Linked DNA regions of Triticum aestivum: region 1 is linked to region 2. The links are chromatin contacts, called in public Hi-C maps. All regions are on one chromosome and are shown on one strand. The core of a region is the stretch at or near the end of the contact, and the rest is flanking DNA. Distances in the headings are between cores, read along the strand shown. Region 1 holds the start of LOC123134175 (protein trichome berefringence-like 7). Region 2 holds the start of LOC123134164 (NAC domain-containing protein 13).

Region 1 (2,814 bases), core at 193-2,692, 390 kb before region 2:
TAAAACAAACTTAACCAAATTCATAATCCACAGGGATGGCAAATGGATCCTTGGGATACAAATACTTAAAGTAGGAAACATCATTGAAATGGAGTTTGTATTACCTATTCATACTGTTTTTGTGCCCAATTCAACTAATTACATATACACACGCATTAAATACGATTTTAGTGAAATATGAGAAGATGAACAAGATACTTATACAGTACTGAAAACACACATTTATCATGGTTAGAATTAGAACTAAACGAGCATAGCAAAACAGAGCAAGAAATCTTACGTATTAAACAATTTGGTGGGAGTCCACCAGTGCCCGGTGTTGAAAATCAGAACGTCGGCGTTCACCCATTTCCGACTGATATTATCCATCTTGTCCAGCCTCAGGGTCGATTTGACCCTCTTGGGCGCATGCCTGGGCGCAGGGCGCTGCTCGACAAGGAACACGGACCGGAAGAATTCCACAGTGAGGTCGAATGACGCGAACCGCACCCCGAGGAACCGTATGGTCTTGCTGATCTCGTTCCCGTTCACCTCGTAGACGGTCTTGGGATCCTCCACCCCGGGCATGAGCATGCAGATGAAGGACTCCCACTGCGTGCGGCTCATGGAGTCACCGACGAAGACGACACGCTTCCCCCTGAGCCGCTCGAGCGCGGCGCCGGCGGTGAACCTCGGCACGTCGCAGCGGCGCGGCCTCCACCGCCATTTGAGGTAGCCGGTGTCCTCCCTGCCGTTGGCCAGGCAGTTGAACCCCTTCTCCGCGAACGGGCACTCGGAGCTGTTGTAGAGCGGGTAGGTCGCGTCGGGGACCCAGTTGCCGTCGAACACGTCGCACGCCCCGAGGTCCTCCCCGACGAACCCGGCGACGGCCTGCCCCCGCCCCAGGTAGCGGAGGACGTAGAGGTAGAGCGCGCAGGAGAGCGCGAGCGCCACGGAGGCGACGCAGAAGGCGAGGGCGACTCGCTCCAGCGACGGGCCCGAGGCCCCCCACCACCTGCGCTGCGCCGCCGCCGCCGCGGACACCCGCGGGCTCCCGGGCAGGGCGCCGCCGCCGCCCTGCCGAGCGACGCGACCCGAGCCGCTCCGGCTAGTGCTGGCGCTCACCATCTCCCGCCCGCCGCCAGATCTCCCATCCCTTGACCCGCCAAATCGGCCCGCCCCGCCGGAGTGGAACCGCGCGGAGACCAGACCACGCCACGTCACAACCGCCCTGGGGGGGAGACGTCTCCGCGCGCGTGGTGGCGGTGGCGGTGGCGCGGTGGCGCGAGTTGACTCGCAAACTCTGTATAAACCTCACGGCGGGGCGGGGGGGTCCCGGGCACGGCGAGGGGGAGGCGGTTGCTGGCTCGGGCGGCGGGTAGGGAGGGCGGGTGCGATCTGCGGCTGCTGTCACTGACGTGTGGGGTTTGGAGTTTGGGTGGCCCGCGTGGCCGGGACCCGGGAGCGAAGTGGAGATGCGGGGGGCACGTTTTTTTTTTTTGAGGGGGGCACGTTGGTGGCGCGCTGCTGTGTACGGGTTACGGGGGGGCGCAGAAGGCTTCTGTGACTGGCCGATCTGCGCTCGTACGTGGCGGTGGTACTCTTTTTGTTGCGGGAAGAATACTCGAACGGACAGCTTGCCCACCTGATGTGAACCTTTTTGGTGCTCCGATTATCATTCGTCCATTCTATTTTTCTGCTCTATCTACAGATTTGATCGGCAGGTACGGACAACCACCGAGTGACGAGAGAGGCATATAAGAAAAGAGAATGGAGACTACCAGACTGTGATACTTCAAAGGATTCTCCGTGGCAGACAGCAGCAAACATCTGAGATGTGTTTCCTCGCTGGATGGATAAAATATTTTAATGTTGTCAAGTAGGACTTCGGTTGCGCCTGCATACTGGCAGTGCATTGCTGGCTGCCTTTTTGTTCACATGTTTTTTTCTTCAGGGTAAAGAGATTTTATTTATTTCATGAGATCACAGTTTTACAGTCGAGACGCCACACAACCTCGATACAAGGGGGGACCGAGTGTAACCACGTATTAGTGCTACTCTCGATGTCGCTATAGTTGGTCAATCGATGTTTAACTCTATCTTGACCGGTGAATTTTCTGTGGAATAAACTCCCTTCCTCACATCAAGTCTTTAATCTCCAGAGGTGTCCATATGCTGAGCAATTCAGTCCATCACTTGATAATATAGATAGCGCTTCAGAGAAATCCGACCGGACAACGACTGAGAGTGTCAGCCATCCCTTGCATGAGAGCACGAACTTCTACCTCCAAAGAATCATTGCAACGGAAGATAAAGCGATAAGCGGCACAAATGACACTCCCAGCACTGTCTCTGAGAACCATACATGTAGCTGATGAACCACCTGACTCCATGAAGGAGCCAGAGAGAGAGAGAGAGAGAGAGAGAGAGAGAGAGAGAGAGAGAGAGAGAGAGAGAGAGCACCATATCCGCCCGGCATGGGCGGCCACGGCGGTTCAAGCACACAAGTCTTCTCCTCAGGAGCCACTATCTCGCCGGGCGCTAGCATTTTATACCTTTAATGACCTCCTTCAGAGAAAAATGATGCGCCAACTTAACGGCATTTAGTAATTGTCAGGGAATTCTGCTTTTGTATCAATGGGAGGTACTTCCTTGTCATGTGTTTGGATTTTATATAGTTGCCAACAACGTCAGGCATGCATAATAACCATGTCGCAACCATCATCAGCCATTCCTTCTCGGTATTCAACAATTGATCATCACTTGGTAGTGGCCGTCTAAATTTCATGTTCACCCAAGTATTTCTAGCATGATTACATGTGATGAAGGCATGAA
Region 2 (2,996 bases), core at 250-2,749:
CTGCAAAATGATACTCTCTTCTTGGTTGTGTTGGACGCATTAGGTGGGTGCAATGGTGGAGTTACGACAAGGCCATGTCATGTCCCACCTAAGGCTGGAGCCAAAAAAAGAAGATTAAGCCCGTAGCATTCCGAGCCTAGTCAGCCTCGCACGCCCATAATCGACACCGATACAGAGCAATACTACACCCATCCGCCTCACATGCGTAGCACTCCTTCATGGGAAAACGCATGTAGCGGAGGAGCTCAGGAGCAGACACCGGTCGCTTCAGCATAGCACAACACAACACATAATGGAAAAAGCGTGCTCTCTGGCCGACCCAACCTTTTCGTTGTAGCTCCATCACTGGTTGTGTGCATCGTGCTATATGAAGGCCAGACATTCGCTGGTTGTGTGCATCATTCTGTGTGGAGGCCGAACATTCGCTCAGTGCGATTATGTCACCTCAATATATCTTTTTTCTTTCTGAGAATGTCACCTTGATATATCTTACATTGCTCTCATCTTTTATGATCAACTGGTGTCAAAGGGCAAGAGAAGAAGGTGAAACGAGACTATCGATGAAAAGTAGGACAACTTTTGACTAAAGGAAGAGGAGTACTACTATTGTAGGAGAAAGAAAAATAAAGAGAAGACGCAGGCGGCAAGGAGGTGGTGGATGTCCTCAAAGTCTTAGCTACATAGGACACAGCGAGGAGGGTGAGCCAATACCCGCTTGGCTAATCTCTCCGGCGTCCAACATCGGTCTTGCTTGGCGAGTCACACAAACATTTTGACATTGGTCGGGGCCCAGCCCTTCCATGTCAGCGTCCAGTACTACTATTGTAGGAGAAAGAAAAATAAAGAGTAAGACACCAATCGTGGTCAAACTTCGTACAATGCAGAATGTAATCTTGCCGAAGAATGAGTAGTACCCAAAGGAGAAAGGACATGTTCACAGGGCCGTGTGAATATGTTTGTTCGTGGAATCACGGTGGACCGACCGAGCGGCCAGACCAAAAAAGGAACACAATCCTCAAAAGGAATTAACCAGAGAGGAGAACCTCAACAACAGTCGAATGTTCCTGAACGAAAAGGGCGAGCACCCTTGCTTGTGTGGCGTCGGATGATGCTCGGTCTGACACGATAACGACCCCGGAACATCTCAAACTCGCGTCGTGCTGCTGGCCTTTCTCCCCAAGAGTCCAACGACCCAACGTGTCACGGCAGGCACGTCCCGAGCGGTGTGGCCCCACTCATCAGCAACGTGCGGCTCCGTGACACGACAGAGAAACCAAACAACAGAAATCGCATCGTAACTACCGAAGCATGGAAGTAATTACGCATTTAACCCCGCCATCCCCAAATATTCTCACCCTTTCCCTCTTAAAAAAAACTCACAGCCAATAGAGAAGCAGGTCAAACGCCCGGGCTGGACTTTCGGGCCAGGAAATATTTGGCAATCCTCGCGTGCAGCGGAAGTTTCCGCGAAGCGCACGACGAGTGCAGGGGATTAAAAAATACGCTCCCGGACCGGCGGGCCCAGGCAGTCAGTGTCCCGGCCCAGCACCACGCCCCCGGCGTTTTTCGGTATAAAAGAGCCCCGCACCCCGCAACGCGAGATTGCTTCCCCCCAAACCTCACCTCATCTCCTCCACCATTGACCAGACGGCGGCGCTCACCTCCTCCCCCTCGGCCTCCCCCATCGTCCTGCTGGCTTCCCCGGTTCTTTCTCGTAAGCGCCCCTCCCGATCTCCCCCCAACCCCCTCGATCGATCGACCGCGTTTGTAGTTTCTGCGAAATCCGGGTAGATCGGGGCCGATTAGCGCGCGGTCGTTAGTCGTGGTTCGTGTCGATCCGATGGTCAAATCGGGCGATCTGCGTCCGATCCGTCGATTCCGCGGTGGTTGTTAACGCAATCGCCGCACGGATTGGTCTGGTCTTCCGTCGGTCGAAGCTTCCGGCCGATTAGGGTTTGTCGTCGATCGATCGGTCGATCTACGCGCTGATTTGGGGTTATGCGACTGGATATTGTAGCAGCTTCGCGAAAGTTTTAGATTTGGTCGGGAATTACATTGTTCGGCGTTTATTTAGGTTCGATTCCTTTGAGTGCCTTGTGATGGATTGGTGGATTCCCTTAGATCGTTGACCTAATGGTCCGGAACTGTTCCAAGGCAGTGTTTTCCAGGAGACTTCCCGAAGTTTTTTCGTTTGTGGGAACTTTTGTTTGATTACTAATATCATCTGTACCTACGAATTATCATAAATTCAAGTGATTTGCTCCACAAAGCCTGTAAGTTATGATTAGATGGTAGGTTAGATGCATCTACCTGCTAATGTGCTTATTATATATTTTTATTTCTGTTGCACTAATGTGGTTTGGGTTAAGGTTGATATTTTGGGCTATGTTATCTTGGTGAAAATATATTAGGTGCTCACAGTAGCTTGATATTTGGTTATCTAACTGCAGTGCTGTATTAAGTCATGTATGATCCTTTTTGCAGTTTTCCTTTTGTTGAAAGATCCTGTAGTTTTTTCTTGAGTTACATCAGAGCTTATGAAATATACTAAAATTCTCTCTATTTCCTCCTCAAAGCCACGTTGTAGGTTAGATTCATTCACCTTGTTAATGTGGTATTTCACTGTGAGCTGTGAACAACGTAAAATTCACTTCCTATATATGCAATCTTTTCTTTGCTTCCTAGGACTTTAGTTATTTGGATGGGAAGATTCACCTTGTTTATCTGGATAAAACATAGAACAATACGTATTCTGTATATTCTTCTGCTGTTTAAGTTTTTCCCTTCTGATGATGATTACTAATGTCTTGCAGGTTTTTGATCTTAGTCACTCATGTCTTTTGAAGTCAGCGAGGGATCCCCTTATTTCCTCTCGTGCTACTTCTGGTTCATATATTGCATAAAATTCCGGGACTTCACTTGATACAAGTGGATCATCTGGAGTTTTGTGTGAATACTTCCTATCATGTGAATCAGTGGTAGTTGGTTTAATTGGC

What was found. Hi-C and Micro-C count contacts between places; a contact is called where the count stands out from the background.
Region 1: a Hi-C map of leaf shows a contact between it and region 2, with 3 times the contacts expected there. The contact joins the promoter of LOC123134175 here to the promoter of LOC123134164 in region 2. A contact is called at or near these places in 1 of 5 Hi-C or Micro-C datasets (leaf) and 1 of 1 datasets of contacts at active chromatin or transcription factors (leaf).

Annotation. Positions count from the first base shown.
Region 1 is chr1B:491,435,649-491,438,462 of IWGSC CS RefSeq v2.1, reverse strand. LOC123134175 (protein trichome berefringence-like 7) reads right to left here and starts at 1,442. Exons shown (of 4, transcript XM_044553478.1): 1 at 281-1,442. The coding sequence starts at 1,107.
Region 2 is chr1B:491,046,412-491,049,407 of IWGSC CS RefSeq v2.1, reverse strand. It overlaps LOC123134164 (NAC domain-containing protein 13), which reads left to right and starts at 1,499. Exons shown (of 5, transcript XM_044553473.1): 1 at 1,499-1,714; 2 at 2,814-2,996.